5 separate regions of the Mus musculus genome follow, and regions 2, 3, 4 and 5 are each linked to region 1. Evidence: chromatin contacts called from public HiChIP or PLAC-seq and promoter capture Hi-C data. All regions are on one chromosome and are shown on one strand. Each heading gives the region's core, a stretch centred on a gene start, on an enhancer-like site or on the middle of the called end of the contact. The rest is flanking DNA. Distances are from core to core; before and after follow the strand shown. Region 1 holds the start of B3gnt3 (UDP-GlcNAc:betaGal beta-1,3-N-acetylglucosaminyltransferase 3). Region 2 holds the start of Zfp961 (zinc finger protein 961). Region 3 holds the start of Bst2 (bone marrow stromal cell antigen 2). Region 4 holds the start of Plvap (plasmalemma vesicle associated protein). Region 5 holds the start of Zfp617 (zinc finger protein 617).

Region 1 (4,693 bases), core at 1,357-3,856:
TCCTAAGCCCCCAAGACTCACAGCTGCTGTGCTATCTTGTCCAAGAAGCAAAAAATAAACAGTTTGAGAACTGCTCACAAAACCTTCTTCCTGGGTGCTAGGCTGGAAAAGGGCCATGACCCATGTCATAGACAATATTGCCCTGAAAAACACAGTTCCCAGACACTGGCTACACAATTAATTATTGACCAGTTAATATTGCTGAATTCGGTCATTAATTACAACAAACTAACCAAATGTTAATGAGCCACAGAACATAAGAAAATGTTGCTTCTTCTGCCGGGAGTGGTGGCGCATGCCTTTAATCCCAGCACTTGGGAGGCAGAGGCAGGCGGATTTCTGAGTTTGAGACCAGCCTGGTCTACAGAGATAGTTCCAGGACAGCCAAGGCTACACAGAGAAACTCTGTCTCGAAAAAAACCACACACACACACACACACACACACACACACAAAACCACAAAAAAAAGAAAGAAAAGAAAAGAAAATGTTGCTTCTTAATGAGACGTTGCGTATTAATTATTCACTGCATATTGATGAGCCATTGCATAGGAAGGACACATTGGATACTGAAGAGGCACTGGCTAATCAATGTGTCAAAGTTGAACTGGATGCCTCATCAGTCGACATGCACGCACAGGTCGATGGCCAATGACCTGACTTTTGGCTCACAGACCGAGGTTCATAGCGCTGCTGCTGTGACTATTAATGAACTTCATCGGAATATTAATGACTTTAGCTAAATATTAATGAGATTCATCTTGATATTAATGACCCATAGAATGCTCATTACTATGTGTGGTTCAAACACTGAGTCTTAATGATGGGCTTGGTTATTTCTTTATGAATATTCATGAGCCCTGGCTCCCCCTGCCCTGGGTGGAAACGGTCTTGTGCCCTTGGCCCTGACTTGGCAGCGGCCTTCAGAAGGCTACTGAGGTAGAGGAATGACACGTGCTCAAAGAGGCATCAGGGTGGATACTGACACGCTCAGACGTTCTGGATCATTCTCCCAGAGTGAGGGATGCGGAGGATGCTGGGTGCTTCAGGGACAGTTCCTTCTGTGCGTCCCAGCTGGACGTGGGGTCCCCAGGTTGGTGTTTGTCCCTGTGACCCTGAGCCCGGGGTCACCCAGCGCTTAGCTGGGTAGGACGAGCTGATCAACTGACCCCATGGCAGCTCCGTTCAGGTTTGTACTAGCTCCTTAACCCTGGGCAATTTTCTTTTTACGAGGAACTTGGAATTTTACCGACAAAAAGAGAGTTCCTATAAAGATAAAGCTTCGGAGGCCCAGGTCTTGATGGCCCTGCTTTCACACCCCAGCTTTCCGGAGGTAACGCCCTGCCTTCACACAGCTTCTCCGAGGCTACACAGCGTCCCCCAGCCCCCCACCCCCAACCGGGAAAGAAAGCCCAGCCCGGCCCACTTCCCAGACAAGGAAACGGAGGCTGGGAAGGTGCTGGCCATTTCCTTGCCCTTCCAATTAGCAGAGCAGCCTCATAGGCCTGGCGTCTGGGGTCACCCTAGATCCCTACCCTCTAAGCGGGTCCCATTCTCTCGTCCCTCTTCCGGTGACGTTTACACCAGGATTACAATAACCTCTTTAATTTTTACAATCAAGATAAAATGTCACAGACACAAGATCCCTGTAATCAAGAGTAAAGTAAACACGCCGGCCCCAGCCCCACCCTTGCTGGGCTGTTAGCGCCTCCTGAGGGGACCCGAGGCAGGGGATCAGCTTAGCACAGGGACTTGGACCAGGCACCCACTTCTGCCTCCAGCGCCCCTCCACGCAGGACAGGGAACAAAAGTCCGCGGGGTTCCAGACCTCGGAGGGGGCAGCAGAGTAGTCTCCTGGGGCCCCTACAGGATCTTCGCAATCTCAGCTATTGAGGGGAAACGCCACGCCCAGGGGAAGGGATCCGGCCTGGGCTGGCTGCGCAAACACTGACCAGATGGGCACCAACTAATGTCCCCTAAGCGGCCGCACCTTCTCCTCCTGACTCCACAGAGTGTGACAGGCCAGGATGAGAAAGTGAAAGTGGGGACCCGAGACCAAGCACTCAGGAGGAAGGTAGACTGTTCAAAGACAGTCTCAGAAAAAAAAGGAGAAAAAAGAAAAGAATGGGAAATTTACCCCAAAGCGTCAGAACCTCGGTTAGCAATACAGACTATCAATTTAACTATGCTGCCACCACCACGCCTCGCAGTTTACTTCACCACAGCCTAACTCCCATACAGGGAAAGTTTCACAAACTCGAACAGGGGAAACCGAGTCAGAGCCGAGGCCACCCGGCTGTGCAGACACTGGGGAAAACGCGGGCTTCTGATCCTGGAAAGTAGCGGGGCTACTTCGCGGCGTCTAAGAGACCCGGAGCCCAGGAGTATGGCCGGGGCTGCGGAGCATCTTCAGCACGGTGCAGCTAGAAAGCGCCACAGATTTCAACTTCGCACCACCCCACCCGAGACCCTGGCACTCACTGCGATCGCGGGCTCCAGACAACCCCGGAGGCCACACTGTTTACCTGGGCGACCGCCTTGAGCTGGCTCTTGGCTACTCGCCTTCCTCCGCTTCTTCCCTGTTCTCCCTTTCCCGCTCCTCCCTCCAGTGAGTCGAGCTTCCTAGTAGCCAAGGAGAAAGTCTCCCTCCTTCCGCCCTCACCCCCCCCCCCCCCCCGTCTAGTTCCTTTCCCTTGCCCCTCCCCGTCCTGTTCTTCACTGTGGTCATGTTCTTCCCCACCTGTCTTTCTACCTGGACTTTGGCCCTTCCCCTCCCTCTAGGCGCCACCCTGCGTCCAGATTTACCCGAGAAGGTCCACGTCTCCACCCTCCTTCCCTCTTTCTTGGCCATGCCCATTCACTTTTATCCCTAACCCCCACCTCCTCCAGTGGACCTCTATTCCCAACCTGACCTCTTCCTCCTCCAGTCCTACCCCTCCCCTGGGAGTCTAACTCCCTCCAACCCCTCCTTCATTTAGAGCCCCATCTTCCTCTTCCACGCCACGAGAGGGAGCAGGAGCTCCCCTGTCCTGAGCAAGTCTGTCTGTCTGTCCCCTACTGCAGCGCCTCTCCCACAGCTCAGCCCAGGCTTCAACCTCCGCCCTCCTTCCTCATTTCAGCCCCTGCTGTAGCCTCTTGCCTCCCTCCCAGCCCCCCAGCTCAGCCAATGCTGCAGCTGCCCCCCCTCCTCCCTCTTCTCCTGAGGAAACATTCAGCCTGGAGGAGAGTGAGCTCAGAGACTTAGAAGATCCCAGGACCTTAAAACCTGTTGGTAGGCCCTCCAACTCCTAAATGCCAGGATCAGGTGTAAATCTCCTAGGAGCGTCCCCAACCACGCCCTTCCTCAGAAGTTACCTCAAAAACTTGGTGGTCTTAACTCTGAGTCCCAGGCCCTAGTAGCCTGCTGGAGGGAGAAGTAAGCTCCTAAACCGGAAACTGAGTCCTCCTGACACTGGCTCCCTGGACCAGTACACAGTGGGCAGAGCTCCAGGATTGTCCCTTGACGTGGTAATCCTTCCCTGAGTGCACCCAGAGGTCACAGCAGCCCTATTCACGGGCACTGGGATATTAGTGAACCATAAAAATGATTGAAGAGGCCCTGCTGTTGAGTGACAGCAGCTAGTACAAACGTCCCACCTGTGTCACACGGCAGAAAAATCCACAGACAAGGAGCAGGTCAGGGGCGGGAGGGATGATCTTGTGGGGGCAACCATGTTCTGGCAATGCAGCAGGTAAGGCTGCCGGGGGCCATGTTAACTGCCACTCACTCCAGCTCCCTGCCACAGAAAACACCTCTTCTGGCTCCTGCTCAGAATGCAGGTGACTCAGCCTGGACCTGCCTGACAAATGTTCACTCACTGCATAGTTGAGGTTTTGGAGTCACTTCGGTGAAAACGGCAATGGCATTATAAACAGGCAAGGACACCCCACCCAAGGCTCTGCCCCAGCTGCTGGGACTCACCCTCCTGAGATAAGCACCTATCTCCCTGGCTCTGGGAGGCCTGGTGAGGGAAGCCAGGCCAGAGAAAAAGGACTCCTGTGTTTTCAAAGCTGCCCTGCCTTCCTGTACCCCAAGGAGAGCAAATTAAAGCCACCAGGAGGTGCCATGTTCTCAGCACTTATCAGATGGGCCAGTGTCTTAGTTAGGGTTTTACTGCTGTGAACAGACATCATGATCAAGGCAAGTCTTATAAGGACAACATTTAATTGGGGCAGGCTTACAGGTTCAGAGGTTCAGTCCATTACCATCAAGGTGGGAGCATGGCAGCAGCATCCAGGCAGGCATGGTGCAGGAGGAGCTGAGAGTTCTGCATCTTCATCTGAAGGCTGTTAGGAGAACACTGACTTCCAGGCAGCTAGGACAAGGGTCTTAAAGCCTAGGCCCACAGTGACACACCCACTCCAACAAGGCCACACCTCCTAATACTGCCACTCCCTGGGCTAAGCATATACAAACCATCACATTCCACTCCATGGCCCCCATAGACTTGTTCAAATACATGAGTCTTTGGGGGCCATATCTAGTCATAGCATAATAAAAAAGTACAATAAATTCAACTTTCAAGATCCCTGTAGTCTATAGCAGTTTCAACAATGCTAAAAGTTCAAAGTTTAGTTTCTTCTGACATTTATCCAATCACTTAACTGTAATCCCCAAAGCAAGATAGGAAACCAGGTGGGCAAGCTCCAAACTC
Region 2 (4,420 bases), core at 1,444-3,943, 250 kb after region 1:
TCCCCTGCTGGCCTCCCAGGTGGATCCCCAAGTATGGGATATCTTAGCCCTAAATCAGAGAAACTCTGGGAGAAGTAGGTCTTAAGTTGTTTTACATCTGGGGTCTCAGGATCTAGATTGGTATACTGTAAAAATCCCTTTGCAAGACAGGAATTGAGACACGTTTCCATGTTTGCCCCGGTTGACTTCTTTCGATAAACCAGACTCGGATGTGAGCCACAGTCCGATAGGAACAGGGAGAAGGATCAGTAGGCAGAGATTTAGTGAGTGACAGACACCACACAAGGCTGGAGCTGGATGTGTCTTTACTGAATCAAAGCAGCAGATTATATCGACCAAAAATTAGCAATGATTACCGAATATTAGATCAGGTGGTTACATAAAGGTCAGACAGAATTCTAAGAAAAAGCTTTAATAATTCATGTGAACCTCAAGCACTTAAAGACAGACACTGCGATAGTCATCCCTGGCCTGCGGCTTTTACTTTCTGTTTCCTGGTTTCAGCTGGCACAGCGTCTTTTCAGTCTATGCCTCTGCTCAAAGGCCTGACCATCTTTTTTATACCAACCCAAAATCCATTCTTTTGCACTCTCTTCTGAATGCCATCCTTCATCCCTAGATTGGAGTATCTCTAACCAGTAACTATGCCTCTTAAACAATTGTTCCTGCTGTTCTTCACTTAACAAGCACCAAGGAGGGCGAGACCTTCCTAACCTCTCCAAGAAAGGCAGACTAAACCAAGAGACAAGTTTACTTCTCTCTTGTCTCCATTCCTGTAAGCTCCAGTATACGGAAGAGGGTCATCAGTGGGTTGTGGAATTTTATAATCTTTCCCCTGGGATTTCAGAGGCACCCACAACCTGTTTCCTATAACATAAACTAGACCCTGTGAAGTCATAATAGTGACTGTCTCCTTCCTGGGAACACTACTTTCATTTGCCCTTTCTTGGAAAAGAGTCTTTTCAGGAGTTTTAGCAATGGTTTGTTAAGTAGTCATGCACAAAGAAGAAACAAGATGAGGAAGAAATTAGCTATCCTGAGGGCAAACTTGTCCCCAAGGAACTCAATGCCCATAATTAGCAGGAAGTAGCCTAGTGATGTTGCCCCCTTTCCCTGATATCCTTTTCTCTCTCTACCTAGTGTTAGGGGGTTGATAGGGTGAAAAAAGTGTATATAAAGGAGTGGAAGAAAGAAGAACCTACAAATTAGCAAAGACAGCCTCAGTAGAGATTTTTCTAAAAGGTATCCCAAGGGGAAATGAGAGGGTATGAATGACACCATTCCCATAGATGAGCGAGAGATCACAGTTACATCTGTCAAGGGCACCCCCAAGACTCAGAGAGGACCAAGAGAAGACCAACCGATAAGTAGGTCATTATCACACTTGATCGCCTGAGGAGACTCAGTACCTGAAACTAAAGCCAGGGGTGAAGCTCAGGAAGGAGGTCTCATCTGCAGGACAGGGTTGGGGGAAAGGGCCAAGCATAGCTTTAAAGACTGTGCCTGGTGGTATCTCTGCAGTCTCTACTCCTCAGGGAGACTGCTGCCCTTCAGATGTTCTTAGAACAAGCCCCAGACCTTAGGAGCATGGAGACCACTGACTCCATGATGGAGTTGACATTTGGTCTGTAAAACTCAGCACATAGACAGCACCACCTGCCAATCAAAGCCTATAGTTCTGGGAAAGTCTCTAAATGTACAAACCTTGGTTTTTTGGCTTCTATAGTTTTGCTTCTGGCTCACTGATCTTGCTAACTGAAGCATGTTGACCTGGAATATGGTTTTTGTGTTTAAGAGCTCACCCTGAGAAAGGCCCTCAGTACTACAATAGGATCCTTAACATCCAGTGTAGTTGCCAACCAGTTAATAAAGACATTCTATTGGCTTAAACCATGTCCAAGCAATCTTCTCTGGCTAATATCCCACAACATTCTGATTAAAGAGCAATTCTGCTTCTGTAGTTGCCTATCTACTTTCTAATTATTTCCAAGTCACCTCTACCAGTCCCAATTGAACAGGGAACCTTATCAGTAATGCTACACAAAAGGAACACAGGATATCTGAAATACATCACAGACCAAGCACATAGTGGCCTTAGAAATGATATCCACAGCCCTGGGTTGTGGGGGTGGGGTGGGGTTACAGAAGGGGTTGGGGGTGAGGGACTTACTCGCTTCTCTGGACACAACCCGGACCTTGTCAAGTCTGACCCTGGCCTTGTCCTTTCATCTGGCCTTAGATTAAGAAAGCTTTACATTGGCTAGCCCCACAACAACTTTTATAGTAGCCGGCCTTGAACTCCAAATCCTCTTCCCTCCATCTCCCCAGTGCTGGGATGGCAGGTTGTGTGTGTCATCACACCCAATTTTCCGCGAATAAATCTGGCTTTTCTTGTGTCCTTTTTGGAAACAAGGTCTCCTGCAGCCCAGGTTAACCTCTCACTAAACAGTCTAGGATTAGCCCGCAACTCTAACTCACTCGTTCACCTTCAGCCAGGCGCACAAGCCCAGTCAGACCTGAGCCTGCTGTGGGGTGCCTCTGCGAACCCCAGACCTGAACATCAGTTTCCGGACTATGTTGAAGGCGATAGGTCGCTGGTCCTGTCTATCAGGGACTCTAAAGCCAATCGGAATCGCTCATAGCAGAGCCGTCCAATCAGCAGCGGGAAGCCTCTCGGAGGCCGGGCGCCGCCATTTTCGGCGCTGTCCTTGGCGGCTTAGCAATGCGCAAGGTACGCGGCAGTGACACCCGCCACAGCGCAGCTCAGGCAAGACGAGAGTGCACCATGGTGAGTGCATCTCAGAGACGCGGGTGGGAGCGGAGGGCAGAGGAGTGGCGGGCTCTGCGCAGTCGGAAGCTCGGGACTTGCCGAGAGTTTGCAAACCGACTCTGGTGCCCTTTTCCAGAGCCCGCAGCCGAACCGCAATGTAAAAGGGGATCATGTATGCTTGTGTTCAGGGGTAAAATGGAAAGGACTATGTAGGGTCCCCACGGAGTTAATTTGCTCTTTGGGCTGGTTTTGTGGGGTGTTTTTTTTTTTTGTTTGTTTGTTTTGTTTTTTCGAGACAGGGTTTCTCTGTGTAGCCCTGGCTGTCCTGGAACTCACTTTGTAGACCAGGCTGGCCTCGAACTCAGAAATCCGCCTGCCTCTGCCTCCCAAGTGCTGGGATTAAAGGCGTGCGCCACCACGCCCGGCTTGTGTTCTTTTTGATGTTTTAAATTTACACTTATTTATCGAGGTGCCCATGGGGCAGTAATCTGAGTCTGGTCTCTCCTTCCACCTTGTGGAACCTGGAGAACGCCAGTCTAAGGCTTGGCAGCAAGCGCCTTTTCAGCTGAACCATCCCACTAGCCCCTTCTTTCTTTTTCCTTTACTACTTTTTATAAAATTGCATTTCCTATGTGAATATTCCCAACCCTGTATAGCCACCAGCAGCCGCGGAGAACTGGGTTCCTGAAAAGAAAGCTGGGGCTGGATGCGAAGGACAGACGAGAGAGGAATGAAACAAAGACAGAGTTTCTGAGCAAGGCCCAGTGTTTAATTCTTGAGTCTGGTTTTTAAAGGGAGGAAACCCATCCCCCACTTTGCCAGGATCTCATCAGGAAAACAGGCTCAGCTGGTAGTGGCTTCTTGCAGGAAGCTGCAGCTGCAGCTTCACCTAGGTCAGAAGACCCTACCCCAGTTGGGCTAGCCAGCAGTGGCAAACAAGGTCTGCTTTAGCCTGCTCAAGGCTGGGGGAAGGGCACAAACCTGGTGGGACCATGTGTTTCTAGGATTCGAGAAAAGCAACATATATATGAGCTTTTGTCCCCCAACAACAACAAAAAAAAATCACATCTTCTTGGAAAAATTTACCTTCAGTTACTGTAGGTTTCTCCTTTTCCTGGTACACCACAAACAGAAGAGGTGGGGGTAAGAGGCCCACTGTAACCCCCAACTGACCAGTACTACTTCATAACTTGTGTCTGGACCCTGTAACAGCTGTCTTGCTTGTGGACAGAAACAAGGACCCAGTCCCACAACAGAAGTGACACTTTGAGAGCAATCGAAGAATAAATAATACAGAGCATATTAGCAGAAAAAACACAGCTCAACAAGGAAGACAGGCATAGTTTATTGAGTGGCCATGACTGGAACCCCCAAACAACCCTCTATGTCTCGCTGTGGACACATGAGTGGTGGTGGAGGCCTTTAATCCCAGCACTAAAGAGGCAGAAGCAGACAGATACTGATTGTGAGGCCAGCCTAGTCTACAGAGTGAGTTCCAGAACAGCTAGGGTTACACAGAGAAACCCCACCTTGAAAATACTTTAAAAAAAAAAAAAAAAGGAACAAGAGTCAGGAAGTGTTTATCAAAGGTGTCAGTGGGCCTCAGGTTTAAAGCAAGTGTGAACTCAGTCCTGGAGTTTTCTGATGCTG
Region 3 (4,797 bases), core at 510-3,009, 160 kb before region 1:
GGAGCCCAGCTTTTGAAGGAAGTGCAGTCTGGAGGGGAGTGGGTGGCGGTGGGCAGGGAGAGCTGTCTCTAACCTCAGATTCTCCAGCTCCTGGTTCAGCTTCGTGACTTCATCTGCGATGACACAAGCAGAGGGCTGGTCGGTATACTGCTGCTAAGTGAGCAGCCAGAAGGGGGAGAGGGCGGGGACAGCCAGAGCACCCCAAGGGAACACCTGGGATGCATCTAACCACCAAGGCCACACAGCAGCCAGTGTGGTCAGGCAGAGGGGGTGGGGGTGGGGTAATAAGGAGAAAGGAATCAAAGGAAGGCCAGCCTAAGGCCTTCTGCAGGGCTGTAGAAGCACCAGTTTAGAGAACACTTGGGAAACCCAGCAGATCTGTGGCCTCCACCCTCCTGACAACGTTCTTCCTACCCACCCTCTGCTCTCTGCTGACATAAACCCCTACTTCCACTCCCCAAGCTTTATTCCTTCATCCCTGGCACTCTGTCTGTCTCTGGGAAGAAACCAAACTTCCAAGCAGTGGGCTCATGACCCTGCCACCCCTTCATGTGGGTCAGCACCTCTCCCCAAGTCCCAACCTGGAGGCCTAAGCTATTCCCTCCCAGCTCCACTGGACCTCCCCCTCCCCCTGCCCCCCTCTCACTCTCAAGCTCCTTGATGCGGGCCTGCTGCTCCAGGGCTTGAGACACCTTCTTCTCCAGGGACTCCTGAAGGGTCACCTGATCAGAAAAGCGGCACAAACATGGGTTGGCTGTTGTCCTGGCCCCTAGGAAACTTCCAGGCAAAGGCATCTGAGACCTTCTCAAGCAAAGCCCCTTTCAGGTTCCCCTCCAACACTCTCCGTATCCACCCAGTCCTACCAAGGTGTAATCTCCAAAACGGCAATTTTAAGTGCCCACATAGGAGTTTGAAAACTCTTCGTAGTTAACCCCTAGTAGAAAGTTCCAGATATTCTCCTACACAAACACACAGCAGAACCGGGCTTCCCAGACAAGGTCTCTCAGAGACATATTAAAAGTTTCAATAATTTGCTAGGTGTGGTGGCTCATGTTTTTAATACTAGCACTTGAAAGGCAGCATTTGAGGCCAGCCTGGTCTACAGAGTGACTTTTAGGACAGCCGGAGCAATTTAGGAGACCCTGTTTCAAAAAATTCAATCAGGGCTGAGTGATATCCCAGTGAAGCCAAATGCTGGTCCCTAAGTCAGGTTCGAGCTCTCCAACTCAAGCACTCTACACAAAGTTTGGAGAGTCACCAAAGGAAGGGAGGATACTGAGGCCCCTGATTGCAGAGCTGTAGGGAGTTCTAAGGTCTCCCAGGATTTCAGTCTTTAGTAGCTGGCCTTCGAGGTGGGGGTGGGGGACTTGCTTGGCTGTTTCAAAGCCACTGGAGGGGACGGATTCCAGGCTTACCACGGTCAGGTTGCAGGAGTTTGCCTGTGTCTCGGCCTGCAGCAGACTGTCCTGGGTGCGGGTGAGCTGGCGCTGCAACAGGTGCGTGGTGTTCCGGCACTCAGCCTGCGCTCGCAACCCGTCTCTACAGGCCACGCTGTTCGCTGTGACGGCGAAGTAGATTGTCAGGATGACTAAGGTAACCCCGAACAGGACCACCAAGATCGCGGCCCCCAGCCACTGCCGGTGGCTGCCCCATCCTTGCTTCCCCCCCATCTCATCCATGGGCACGGGCAGATAGTGATAGAAAGAGGGCGCCATGTGATCCGTCGATCCTAGAGGGCTCAGGAACCCTTTCCAGGCCACGCCCTTATTAGCATAACCCCGCCCCACCACTGCTTCTAGCAAATAGCAACTTCAGGAGTCCAACGCAATTCTAGAGCCGCCGGGTTGCAAACTGCTAGTGGAGAAACTGCAGCCTTTCAGTTTCATTTTCCTGGAATGCCCCTAGAAGCAAGAGAAACTTCTGGAATTCAACTCAAATTCTTGGCCTTCGCTGGCCAGTCACCTGGTGCCTGTGGGCTTGGGACTCGACTTAACAGTGGCTGTCCGCCGGGCGGTGGTGGCGCACGCCTTTAACCCCAGCACTTGGGAGGCAGAGACAGGCCGGTTGTCGGTTTGGTCTCCTAGAAGGGGAACTAAGACTTCAAGGTTCAGTTGTGGACTGAAGACCAAAGGCCAAGGTTTGAGGTCAGGGGTCTCCATTCACGAAAGGATCGTGGGAGCTATTGAGAATCTGTATATTGAGAATAGTGGCTACAGAGCAGCGGGCAGGAAACCAAGCCTGGCCAGGTAGCAAAGTGTGCCTCCCAGCTCTTGTCCTGGCATCAGGAGCAACCTGGCGGGGAAAACCTGCCTGCGGGAAAACCTCTGTGAACGGGGTAAAAAAGGAGTGTTTCAGTGAGCACCAGGCACTCAGAGAGGGCTTGGCCTGGCTTTGGGCAAAAGTGACATGAAGCATGACCTGGAGTTAGCATAGGGGTTGTCCTTGATTTCCTATCCTTCTGTCTCTGCCTCCCGAGTGCTGGGATGGCAGGTGTGCTCCACTACTCTGGAATCCTCCCTGGCTCCGCTGAATGTCCTGAATGGTACCCACCTCAAAACACTATGGAGTCTTTACTGAGGACACATAGGGCAGACCACATTCAGTCAAGGGGTTCTCTTCAGGACTGAAACTGTGTGGCCAAAGCACTAGTATATGGAGAGATTACGTTTTCTGTCCTTGTGAAGACCAGTTTGCATAGGAGGACTCGGTGTTGTGTTTTATAAAAAGAAAAAGAAGCCAGGGATATGTTTGATGGGGGTGTGGTATGGTGTGGGGGAAGAGGGTGCTTCTGCAGGCCCAGGCTGAGGCCCCCAGGGTACCAGTCACACAATGGGATGTAGAGTATAGAATAGAGTTTATTTAGGGCATGGGGAGGGGAGTTGAGGGCCTAGTAGAGACAGAGAAAGGCAGAGAGAGAGAGAGAGTAGAGGAGTAGAGGCTAGCCGGGAACAGGTAGAGAGAGAGGTGGGAGGGGAATGGGGAGAGAGGAGGAAGAGGGTAAAGGGAGCAAGATCTAGAAGAGGAGAAAAGAGAGGAAGAGGCAAGCAGCCCCTTTTATAGTGAGTCAGGCACACCTGGCTGTTGCCAGGTAACTGTGGGGCGGAGCCTAGATGAAATGCCAATGTTATGCCCAGTTCTCAGGAACCCCAGAACAACATCAGGAATTTCGAGTTTGATGCAAGAACAAAGAGAGTCTTTATTGTTATATGATTGCAAGCCTTCTCTACTCAAAGGTTAAGAATTAGATGCTCTCGTCCTGGGGCTTGGAATATATGTGTATGTATATGTATATGTATATGTATATGTATATGTATATGTATATGTATATGTATATGTATATGTATATGTATATGTATATGTATATGTATATGCACATGCATAAGTTGGGATCCTCAAACTTTGGGATTACCTGACTGGGGAGGTGATAAGGAAGTGCCATCCTTCAAACCTGATTACATCAGTGGGGTGGAACGGTGCAGCTGGAAAGGGACTTTCCTGAGCTGGGAAAAGTAAAAAGAAAAAAGGAAAAATACACTTTCAGAAGCTAGTGCATTTTACAAACTGGTCACAGCTGTCTGGGAACACTTAATTGCTTCTTTCCCAGAGTCCAAGAGTGGGCTTTTTATCACTTCAAGGATATTGGTCCCTGCTTCCTTCAAGGGCAGGAGCCATCTGCACCAGAGAAGCATTGGCTATTAATCAAAGGGAGGGTGAGTCTCGGTGACATGGAGGGTAGGGTATGCTGCTTTTTGTCTGTTCCCAAGGCTGGCATCTGCCCCTCCCCTGGGGAGGTTCTTCAGGGGAAAGGGAGATGTAGACATCCAGCAGCCATGGATGAACTGGGTTTACCTGAAAGCGGGGCTGGAAATTAAAAAGAGATGGGGTGGGGGGAGACAAATGAAGCCAAGCCAAGGTTCTGATCAAGGCTTCAAGTTTAATATTCAGCACTGCGCACGCCTTTAATCCCAGCACTTGGGAGGCAGAGGCAGGTGGATTTCTGAGTTCGAGGCCAACCTGGTCTACAAAGTGAGTTCCAGGACAGCCAGGGCTACACAGAGAAACCCTGTCTCAAAAAACCGAAAAACCAAAAACCAAAAAACAAAACAAAACAAAACAAAAAATTCGGCACTGCATTTATATAGGGAGAGCCCACAGACCCATCCTTTGTTTCAGCTGGATTATGCTGCAAAGTAAGGTCAGTGGGCAGTCTATTCTAAATTCCTCTATAAGTTGTACGTGCAACAAAGGTATATGACTCCACCTAGGTCCTTAAGGTGCATTGTGGCAAACACTCAGGTCTGTTCAGCCTGCTCAAGGCTGGGAAGGGCACAGGGAGTGCTACCATGAAAGGGGAAAGGGGGAATTGCAATATTCTGGTGGTGCCAGGCTGGGCCCTCTTTGTTTGCCCTCTCCAAAGGCCAGAGGCATCTCTGAAGGAGCAGGGAAGGGGTGCTGACTTCTTTAGTGCAGAGGCAGGCTTCCTGTGTCTCTTCATTAACACTGAAGATTAAGGGACATTTGTTTTTCTTCAATAGATCTGGATTTGTTTGTTTTTGATACAGGTCTAATTATATAGCTTTGGCAGGTATGTAGACCAGGCTAGCCTTCAACTCAAAGAGATCCACCTTCTTCTGCCTCTAAAGTGCTGGGATTAAAGGTGTGCATCACCACACCCTGTTTGCTTATGTATTTTTAAAATATTTATTCTTGGACTGGAGAGATGGCTCAGCGGTTAAGAGCACTGACTGCTCTTCCAGAGGTCCTGAGTTCAATTCCCAGCAACCACTTGTTGGCTTA
Region 4 (4,309 bases), core at 1,420-3,919, 190 kb before region 1:
CCTGCCTAGCAAACACAAAGCCAGGTTTTGTGCCTACCACCACAGAAGCAAGCTGTGGTGTGCGCCTGTTGTTTCAGACAGTTCACCATAAACCAAAGGTCATTCTGGGCTACATAGTAAACGGCTTTGTTTTTTTTTTTTTGGGGGGGGGGGAGGTGTTGTTTTTTGTCTTTTTTTTTTTTTTTTTTTTTTTTTGAGACAGGGTTTCTCTGTGTAGCCCTGGCTGTCCTGGAACTCACTCTGTAGACCAGGCTGGCCTCAAACTCAGAAATCCGCCTGCCTCTCCCAAGTGCTTGGGATTAAAGGCATATGCAACCACTGCCCAGCTGGAAATTATTAAAATGTAGAATGAGGGCTGGGATGTCACATGGGGACAAAGTTCACACTTGGCAGAGAAGGCTCTGAGTCAGGGTTAGCTCCAGATGCTGTATGCAGATTTGGTAACTGGAAATTAAAATCCAGAAGCCCTGTGTTCTCCAGTGAGGAAGTCTGGGAAACTGGGTGGGTGTGAGAATATCAGCAATGATCCTGACCTGGGGCCCTAAACCCAAGAAGCCCTGGGCAGCTCTGCCTGAGGAGAAGCCTGGGCTTCGGGGTGCCTTCCCTGTCAGGCTAGTCTGAGGGAGGAGCACAGTCCTGTCCTAGTGTCTGAGGGAGGAGGCTGGGTCTGTGGTAGTGATCTGAGAGAGGAGGCCACCTCTATCCTCAGGCAGCCTAGGACCCTGTCCTCTCCAGGGGAGATCCTTGCTTCACCCCTAATTTAGTGCCTGCCAGCACCCCTGCTGTTGGGTCAGAAGCTGCCTCAGCCTGCAGCCTCTTGTTCTCCTTGTGGCAGTGTGGAGGTGTCTTGGGTGAACACAGTCGGATGTGTGTAACATCGTACTGGGACTGTGTGGGGACAGCTATCTCCAGGACCTCAGTTCTGTAACTGTCCCAGGTCACAGTGGGCTCCTTCCTATCTCCTACCACACAGTATTCAAAGACAAGTGCCCCCCCACCCCACCCCCTCTCTGACAAATGTCTATGTACCCCAGGGTAGACTTGAAGCAGCTCTTGCTGCTTTAGCTCGAAAGCATTAGAGTGATGTACATGCTCAACCCTGCTCGCTAATGGGCCTGGAGCACAGAGCTTCACCCATGCTGGGCAAGGGCTGAGCTCTGAGCTGGCCCCAAGCTCTGCTCACCCTTGTCACACAGAGGGAGACCCTAGCCCTCTGAGTCTGTTTACCATCTCTGTGAAGCTGCCTTAAGCAGGCACAGGGCAGGCACTGACAGCAGCAGGACCTGTTGTGAATGCCCAGGACCCAGCTAAACGCCAACTGCAGACAGACAATGCTAGGGTCTGCATGTGTTCCCACCCCCACATTCACCCAGAGAGTTCCTTCCACTCCAGGGGCCTAGCCATAAAATTATGAATTTCTGGTTTATCCCAAGAGAGATTTTGTTATTAAATTGAAAGATCAGAGAGCCCAGCATAGTGGTGCACACCTTTAATTCCAGCACTTAGGAGGCAGAGGCAGGCAGATTTCTATGAGTTCCAGGACAGCCAGAGCTATAGTGAGACCCTGCGTCAAGAAATAGATAGATTAATTATTAATTAATTGAGTGATCAGGCCTGCAAGGCAGTTCAGTGGGTAAAGACAATTGCTGCTAAGGCTGACAAAACTTGAGTCAAGTCTTCCACACGGTGGAAGGTTGTCCTCTGATCCCCACACACAGGTTACAGCATGCGGGTAGACATATGCGTGTGTAATAAATACATTTAATTGTAAAAACTAAGCCACCTGCAGCAAACTCTTCCTTGACAGGTGATGTCTGCCATGGAGAAATCACAGTCACAAGATCTTCATCAGGTACATGGGGTGACCCACACCTATTATCCCAGCACTCAATCTACTGAGGCAGAGAACTGTTGTGAGTTTAAAACCATCCTGGGTTATACAGTCATACTCTGCTGGGGGTGGGATTAGGGAGAGAGAAAGGCTGTAGCTCAGTGGTGTTGCATGTACTACACCAGGCTTGACCACTGGCTGGTCATCCTAGAGTCCTGGAGGTGGAAGCAGGAGGGTCAGGAGCCCAAGGCCATCCTTGGCTACACAGTGAGTTCTACACCAGCCTGAACTACATGAGGTCATGTTCTAAATAAATGAAGGAGTGTGTGTGGGGAGGAGGGAATCCAGATTTCTTCCCATGGAGTTTAGCATTTGGGCGCACCCAGGGCTGCAGCCCAGGGCACACATGCCGCCTCTTACCAGGTCGCCTTGGCACTGGCGGAAGCTGGCGTTGATGCGCTCCATCTCACGTCGCGTAGTCAACAGTTGCTGCATGACTGTTTCCTTGACAAGCAAGCTGATGTTCAGCTGTTTGCTCAGGTTAGCCTGTGAGGCAGATAGTCCAACCACCTGGCTGTACAGGCTGTCGGCGCGGATCTCCGTGGCGCGCAGGCTGGACTCAGTGGTGGCGTGCACATTGCCATAGATCATGAAGAGGACCAGGCCCAGGATGATGAGGAACTGAATGAGCGACACGAAGAGGAAGAAATAGCGCAGGTAGTACCAGCAGCCGCGCTGCTGGTCCCCCGTGCGGGCGTATGGGCTGCGGTCCATGGAGAGCCCCATTTGCGCAGTGTCCACAGGGCGCACTGTCTGGCGTTGTCTGCCTGGCCAGATCTGAACTGCGCCAGGCAGGGGGGAGTGTTTATATTACTCCTCTTAATGCTTCCTCTGCCCGGCTCCTTCCTGGCCAGGAGGAAATGGGGACTGTGGGTTATCACAACACTCCCACCCAGGCTGTTGAGGAACTGACTGACAGTCTGGGCAGCTGTGATAGGTGGAGGGCGGGGCACTCACTGGGTGACTGAACTGGCTTCCCCAGCCTGGTCCGGCCTCAGTTTCCACCACCGCCACTCTCCCACTCCAACCCCACACACCCCACTTTAGATGGGCCAGACAGTGCCCTCTGCTCCCGGGACGTGTTATCTAACAGTCCGGTGGCTAGGCGCAGAGGAAACTAAGGCACAAGTGAGACAAGAGACTAGCCCTGGCCGGGCGGTGGTGGCGCACGCCTTTAATCCCAGCACTTGGGAGGCAGAGACAGGCGGATTTCTGAGTTCGAGGCCAGCCTGGTCTACAAAGTGAGTTCCAGGACAGCCAAGACTATACAGAGAAACCCTGTCTTGAAAAACAAAAAAACAAAACAAAAGAGAGAGAGAGAGAGAGAGAGAGAGAGAGAGAGAGAGAGAGAGAGACTGGCTCTGTGGCCCAGGCTTTTACTCTGTGGCAGGCTGGATTTAAACGTGGGGAACCACTGATAATGTCCCACAAAACACACCAGTCACCGTGGGATAGCTCCCACCAGCTGTAGAGTTTGGGGTCCAAGGCAAAGGATTGTGGGTGTGAGTTCACCACCCAGGAGCTCCAAGGAGTTTTCCAGGATGGACAAACAGTGCACATAAGGACTACAGAGACCTCACAACTTCCCTCAATTATTCTACCAGCACTCAGAGATATCCCCCTCACTTGCGCATGCTCTGGGAATAGTGTGTGGCTTAGCAATAGAGCCCCTGCCTAGACTCCTCCCAAAGTACAAAACAATCCGAGCGGTATGCAGTAGAAAAGCAGGGTCTTGGAGTGGGGATAACGGAGAGAGGCCTCCAAACTCTGCCACAATCTGCCCCAGTTTCCCCCTCTATAACAAAAGTGTGCTTATGTCCCTGGCCTGCGGTAATTTCAGGGTCCCAGGAAGTGGCAGTAAGCTTTGTTGGTAGGTGGTGTCCCACGTGGAGGTTCTAGGGTCTCTGTGGAACAATGCCCAGATAGAGGTATACGATTTCAGGGTCACAGATAAAAGGATATTGCGGGTACACCAGCCCCCAAAGCACTGGGAGAATCTTCTGGAAGTCTTTGTTCTTTACCTGCTTACTCCGTTTCTTGTTATCCACCACCACCACCACCACCACCACCACCACCACCACCACCACCACCACCGCTACCACCGCCCCCCATCCCCCAAAGAGTCCAGCAGGGGAAGGCTGCCTGGGCCCAAGAGCTTGGGAAGGGATGAGACAGAGGTGGCGCTGAGCAGGCGGGTGTGGGGTTGGAAGGGAGGAAGTTCCCAAGGGCGGGCAGGAAACCCTGTGTGACCTTTGCCTTTTACAACCACCCGGTGATTCTTGACTCGTAGACCCTTCCTGGCCAGCAGGGGGGTGGGGGCGACAAGGCTGGGGGCTGCCCCTGGGACCAATGGGCTGTGGCTCCAGGTTGACCAGACAGGTGGGGGCCACCGTTCGGCCTCGAGTTGGGTCTAGCATG
Region 5 (4,249 bases), core at 704-3,203, 220 kb after region 1:
GTCCTCTAGGCTCCAGATGCCTGTACTCCACTGCTGCTGCTGCTCTTGGTGGTCATCTCATGGTACTGGCATCTCCAAAACACTGCGTTCTGAAATGGTTACTCCCTGAATGAAAATTTTTGACATGAAGGCTGTTTGGTATGGTTGAAGAGGTTCATTGTAGACAGGAGAAACAATACAGCCAAAGAAATCTAGAAGCGTCCAGACTGAACCGGACCATGAGAGGAGAGGTTGCCGAAAGCAGGGGAGGAGAGAATGGGGAAAGAGGACCAAGAGAGATCCAGGAAATAAAAGATAACAGGATCAGAGGCTGGGGGAAAGGAAGCCCAGCCTCAGGCAGTGGAGGTTTAGGGTAGGGAGTAAGGTGAGAAGTGCTGGGAGAGTTGACCAGAGGCTGCTTTATCTATTAATAGGCACCTCAGCCATTTGTCCAGGGATTCTGTGAGATCCAACAGCCCTCAAGGTGGGCCAAAGTGGCTGGTTTTTACCAGCCTGCTCCTTTAGGCCCAATCTCGTAACTTTTATGCAGCCCTCACTTGGACAGAGTTAAGCAGTGTGTTGTGCTGTGACAGTTCTCAATAGTACCTGGCTCGTCCTTGCTCCCGTTCAGGTACACTATGCTGAAACATATCAAGTGATATGAAAGTTCCTGCCCCCTAAAAGGTAATTTTTTAAAAAATCAGACCTTTTTATTTGTTCTGGGGAGTAGTCTGAGACACCTTAGGAAGATAGATAGCTCTGGGATTTGGTCCAGACAATGAAAGCTGTATCTCAGGCTCTTCTGCTCTCCCCTCCCCTTCTCAAGGTTAGTCTGTCCACCTCTGCCTGCCCCTCATCTCCTCTACCTCCTTCCCCACATCACCTCCTCCCAGACCCGCCTGCCAGGCTTCGAATGGAAGCCTGCCCCTTCTTTTTTTTTTTTTTTTTTTTTCTCGAGACAAGGTTTCCCTGTATAGCTCTGGCTGTCCTGGAACTCACTTTGTAGACCAGTCTGGCCTCGAACTCAGAAATCTGCCTGCCTCTGCCTCCCAAGTGCTGGAATTAAAGGCGTGCACCACCACGCCTGGCCCCCTGCCCCTTCTTTTAAGGCCTTTTTTGTTGGTTGGTTGGTTGGTTGGTTGGTTTTTTGTTGTTGTTGTTGTTGTTGGTTTTTTCGAGACGGGGTTTCTCTGTATAGCCCTGGCTGTCCTGGAACTCACTTTGTAGACCAGGCTGGCCTCGAACTTAGAAATCCGCCTGCCTCTGCCCCCCCCCCCCGAGTTCTGGGACTAAAGGTGTGCACCACCACACCCGGCTTAAGGCCCTATTTTTAGAGCTGCATAAATTGTACTGTTTCTGTCTAATGTCACTTCCACCTACAGGGCTGAGCATGGCTTGAGGCACTTTATAATAAACCTCATTTCTAAAAAGAATGTCCTTTGTGGAAGAGCTGCTGAAGCTTTTTTTTAATTGCTGGAAAGTACAGTTTTTTTAATGTTGTCATTAGCGTGTATTAATTACACGAAAAGTTTCAATATAACATTTTCATTCATGTATCTTGTTTATATTCATACACACACAGACCTTTACCTGCTCTTGTCCCTCTCGAATTCTTTCATCTTTTATGTCTTTGTGTGTCCCAATGAATCTCATTAGTGTTGTTGACAGGAGAGGGAGTGGTTGTGTCAGTAAGAGGGAGAATAAATTTATTCTGTCACTTAGGCTTCGGAGACTGGATCTGTGGGCCCAGCAATAAGGGCCAAAGGAGCGGCAGGTAGGGTGCCGAGAGGCAGCGCCTTGTCCGCCATCTCCCTTCCGGGCGGTTCTCAGTAACCAACTGTGGGAGTCCCGGACGGTTTAGCGTCCTTGGCTGTATGACGCCATACCCTAGGAAAGGTCGGGAGGTCCGCCGGAAACTCCCGGTACAGACACCAGTGTGTGAGCTGGCCAATCAGCAGCGCCGGCGGGAGGAGCGGAAGTTCCTCACCCGCCATCTTTCTTGCTGGCGCTTCCCTCCTCACAGCTCTCAGCTGAGGAAGTCCAAGTTGCTGAGCCTCCGCGGCCGTGTGAGTGCCTGTTCCGGAGCCTCTGTGGAGCCGCGGCAGGCCTGGGCACAGACATGGTGAGCCAGGCGAGTGGCGGGGCTGTGCGCGGCGCCCTTGGTCCCGGGCGGCGGGATCCCGGTGCTGCGCCGGGGGACGAAGGGCGGCTGCGCACTGTCGCCTGCGGCTCCAGAAAAGCTGCTTTTCCCCTTAGGGAAAGTCAGTCGAAAGCGGGATTCCGAGGCTGGATGATGTGGAGCCGAGCTGGAAGTTTAGGAGACAATTCTTGCGAGTGAGAATTTACGCCCCGCCATGCACGGAGGCCAGGGGAGGTCACCCGGTGTCCTGCTTTGTCACGGCCCGCCTTATTCCTGTGAGACAGGGTTTCTTACTGAACCTGTGGCTAGGCTGCCTGCTAGCAAGCTCCAGCGATCCTCCGGGCTCTGTCCCCATGCCTGGCATTTACTTGGGTGTTTTTTATTTGAACTCGGGTTCTCACCCTTGCTCAGCGAGCACTCTTACACACCGAGTTATCTCTCCAGGCCCGAGAAACATGTCTAATATAGATCTTAAGCGCAGAGATTAATGGAAGTGAACCTGGGAAAACTGAGACATACCGAGATGTGAGGGAACTTCTCAGGGGACAGTCACAGTTCTTTTCCATGGGTACATGCGGCTCCCGCATTTAGGATTGTAATATCCTCTTGGTAGATTATCCCTTTATAGAGTATGACGAGACTATCTTTATCCCTTCTGACTTAAGGTCGGAGGAAGAACTTTTCAATTTTCGTCATCTCTGTGAGTATGGTACTTGAGGGTTTTCAAGTTTATCTTTTACTCTTGGGTTAAATACTGCTCTTACCTCTGCTCCTTTTTCCAGTAATAAAAGTTTTTTTGGAAACGACTGGACTTTAAGTCGTGGTCAAGTTCAAATCATAGTGAATTGCAAACGTATCGGTTTCTTTGTTTTGGATTTTTTTTGTTGTTTTGCTTTGTTGTTTGTTTGTTTTTGTTTTGTTTGAGACTAGATCTTACATATCCTAGGCTGTTGATAAACTTAGTTTACAGCCAAGCTTGACTTTGAGTTTCTGATAGTCTTATGACTACCTTCCAAGTGCTGGGATTCTATGAGCACATCACTAGCTCCTGGTTTTGCAGCTCTGAAATTTAAACCCAGGGCCTCATGCATTCTAGACAAGTATCTACCGTATACCAACTGAGCTACAGTCTCAACTCTATATCAAATTTTATTCCTGAGTAACTTTTCTGTGATCAGCACTTAATATTATTTAATTGACTGAACTTTGTCCTCATGGTATATAGTGGGATCCACTTAGTATTTATTTGACTATTAATTATCAAGTGGCTATGTCTTTCTTTACATGTGGTTTAAATGTTTTAGTAATTTTTCCATCTTTACTGATGTGATGGTTTAGTTTATACTGAGCACACTCATCTTTCTCGATTCTTGTATTGCAGATATTTTCCTTCTATTTTATTGTCTTTGCACCCCATTAATTGATATTTTTCAATTTGTCAAGACATTTAATTACTTCTTTCCTCCTTTCAAATAAAGAATTTTACATTAAAATTGTATAAATCATAGGGCTCGCTCCCTCCCTCCCTCTTTTCATAGGCACTACAGGAACCCAAACCAGATGTGCATAACTAGTCAGGTATAAAACCAAGCTCCCCTTACAAACACACTAGAATAAGAACTTCCCTGAGGGATAGGAAACAGTTATGTTCTCAGGGAAATTGAAGATCCTGGATGCTTCCAGTTGAAAGAGTTGAAAACCTGCCCATTGTGGTGGCATATGCTTTTTTAGTCCCAGCTCTGCAGGCAGAAACAGGCAGATCTCTGTCATTTGCAGACTTGCCCTGTCTATGTAGCGTTCCAGGCCAAGACTACATAGTAAGGTTGCTTCTGAAAAGAGAGAATAAGGGTTGAACACTGGGAGCTGAGTGCAGGATGACTTATATAGCTGTCCTCTGTGTGGGCTGTGACTACCCAGGACAGGGGAATGTTGATACAACAATCTGTCTTGATGCTACTGCTTGTCCATACCTCAGTAATAAACAGAATAAAAGTCATTCATATGACAACGGGGAAGATAGAGTGAAGGTGGTAATCTGAAGTAGGCAACAGTCCTGCTCTGGTTTGGTGTGATTGTCCATATACTTGCTCTTTAATTTACTGAACTCCCACATTGGTCCCTTCTAGTAAT

What was found. Promoter capture Hi-C pulls out the DNA fragments that hold promoters and counts their contacts. HiChIP or PLAC-seq counts read pairs in DNA pulled down with a chosen protein or histone mark. Capture Hi-C pulls out chosen DNA fragments and counts their contacts.
Region 2: a contact with region 1 is called in a promoter capture Hi-C map of liver. The contact joins the promoter of Zfp961 here to the promoter of B3gnt3 in region 1. A contact is called at or near these places in 12 of 39 promoter capture datasets (the C10 cell line, the HPC-7 cell line, HPC-7-derived erythroid cells and 7 more), 1 of 15 datasets of contacts at CTCF or cohesin (pro-B cells), 6 of 484 Hi-C or Micro-C datasets (the AML12 cell line, the Ba/F3 cell line, CD8 T cells and 1 more), 13 of 115 datasets of contacts at active chromatin or transcription factors (acute myeloid leukemia, astrocytes, bone marrow-derived macrophages and 5 more) and 4 of 9 other capture datasets (embryonic stem cells, liver, macrophages and 1 more).
Region 3: a promoter capture Hi-C map of embryonic stem cells shows a contact between it and region 1. The contact joins the promoter of Bst2 here to the promoter of B3gnt3 in region 1. A contact is called at or near these places in 15 of 39 promoter capture datasets (the 3T3-L1 cell line, the C10 cell line, the HPC-7 cell line and 8 more), 11 of 115 datasets of contacts at active chromatin or transcription factors (the 230-238 cell line, T-cell acute lymphoblastic leukemia, bone marrow-derived macrophages and 5 more) and 3 of 9 other capture datasets (adipose tissue, liver and pancreatic islet).
Region 4: a contact with region 1 is called in a promoter capture Hi-C map of liver. The contact joins the promoter of Plvap here to the promoter of B3gnt3 in region 1. A contact is called at or near these places in 1 of 39 promoter capture datasets (pre-B cells), 5 of 115 datasets of contacts at active chromatin or transcription factors (the 230-238 cell line, T-cell acute lymphoblastic leukemia, embryonic stem cells and 1 more) and 2 of 9 other capture datasets (adipose tissue and liver).
Region 5: an H3K4me3 HiChIP or PLAC-seq map of bone marrow-derived macrophages shows a contact between it and region 1, with 3 times the contacts expected there. The contact joins the promoter of Zfp617 here to the promoter of B3gnt3 in region 1. A contact is called at or near these places in 11 of 39 promoter capture datasets (the 3T3-L1 cell line, the C10 cell line, the HPC-7 cell line and 7 more), 1 of 15 datasets of contacts at CTCF or cohesin (large pre-B cells), 8 of 484 Hi-C or Micro-C datasets (the AtT-20 cell line, Th1 cells, cerebral cortex and 4 more), 13 of 115 datasets of contacts at active chromatin or transcription factors (the 230-238 cell line, astrocytes, bone marrow-derived macrophages and 6 more) and 4 of 9 other capture datasets (adipose tissue, embryonic stem cells, liver and 1 more).

Annotation. Positions count from the first base shown.
Region 1 is chr8:71,699,194-71,703,886 of GRCm38.p6, forward strand. B3gnt3 (UDP-GlcNAc:betaGal beta-1,3-N-acetylglucosaminyltransferase 3) reads right to left here and starts at 2,607. Exons shown (of 3, transcript NM_028189.3): 1 at 2,525-2,607.
Region 2 is chr8:71,948,373-71,952,792 of GRCm38.p6, forward strand. It overlaps Zfp961 (zinc finger protein 961), which reads left to right and starts at 2,694. Exons shown (of 4, transcript NM_001164581.1): 1 at 2,694-2,788. The coding sequence starts at 2,723.
Region 3 is chr8:71,535,713-71,540,509 of GRCm38.p6, forward strand. It overlaps Bst2 (bone marrow stromal cell antigen 2), which reads right to left and starts at 1,760. Exons shown (of 5, transcript NM_198095.3): 1 at 1,416-1,760; 2 at 647-722; 3 at 74-113. The coding sequence starts at 1,715.
Region 4 is chr8:71,509,100-71,513,408 of GRCm38.p6, forward strand. Plvap (plasmalemma vesicle associated protein) reads right to left here and starts at 2,670. Exons shown (of 6, transcript NM_032398.2): 1 at 2,252-2,670. The coding sequence starts at 2,617.
Region 5 is chr8:71,920,872-71,925,120 of GRCm38.p6, forward strand. Zfp617 (zinc finger protein 617) reads left to right here and starts at 1,954. Exons shown (of 4, transcript NM_133358.3): 1 at 1,954-2,101. The coding sequence starts at 2,099.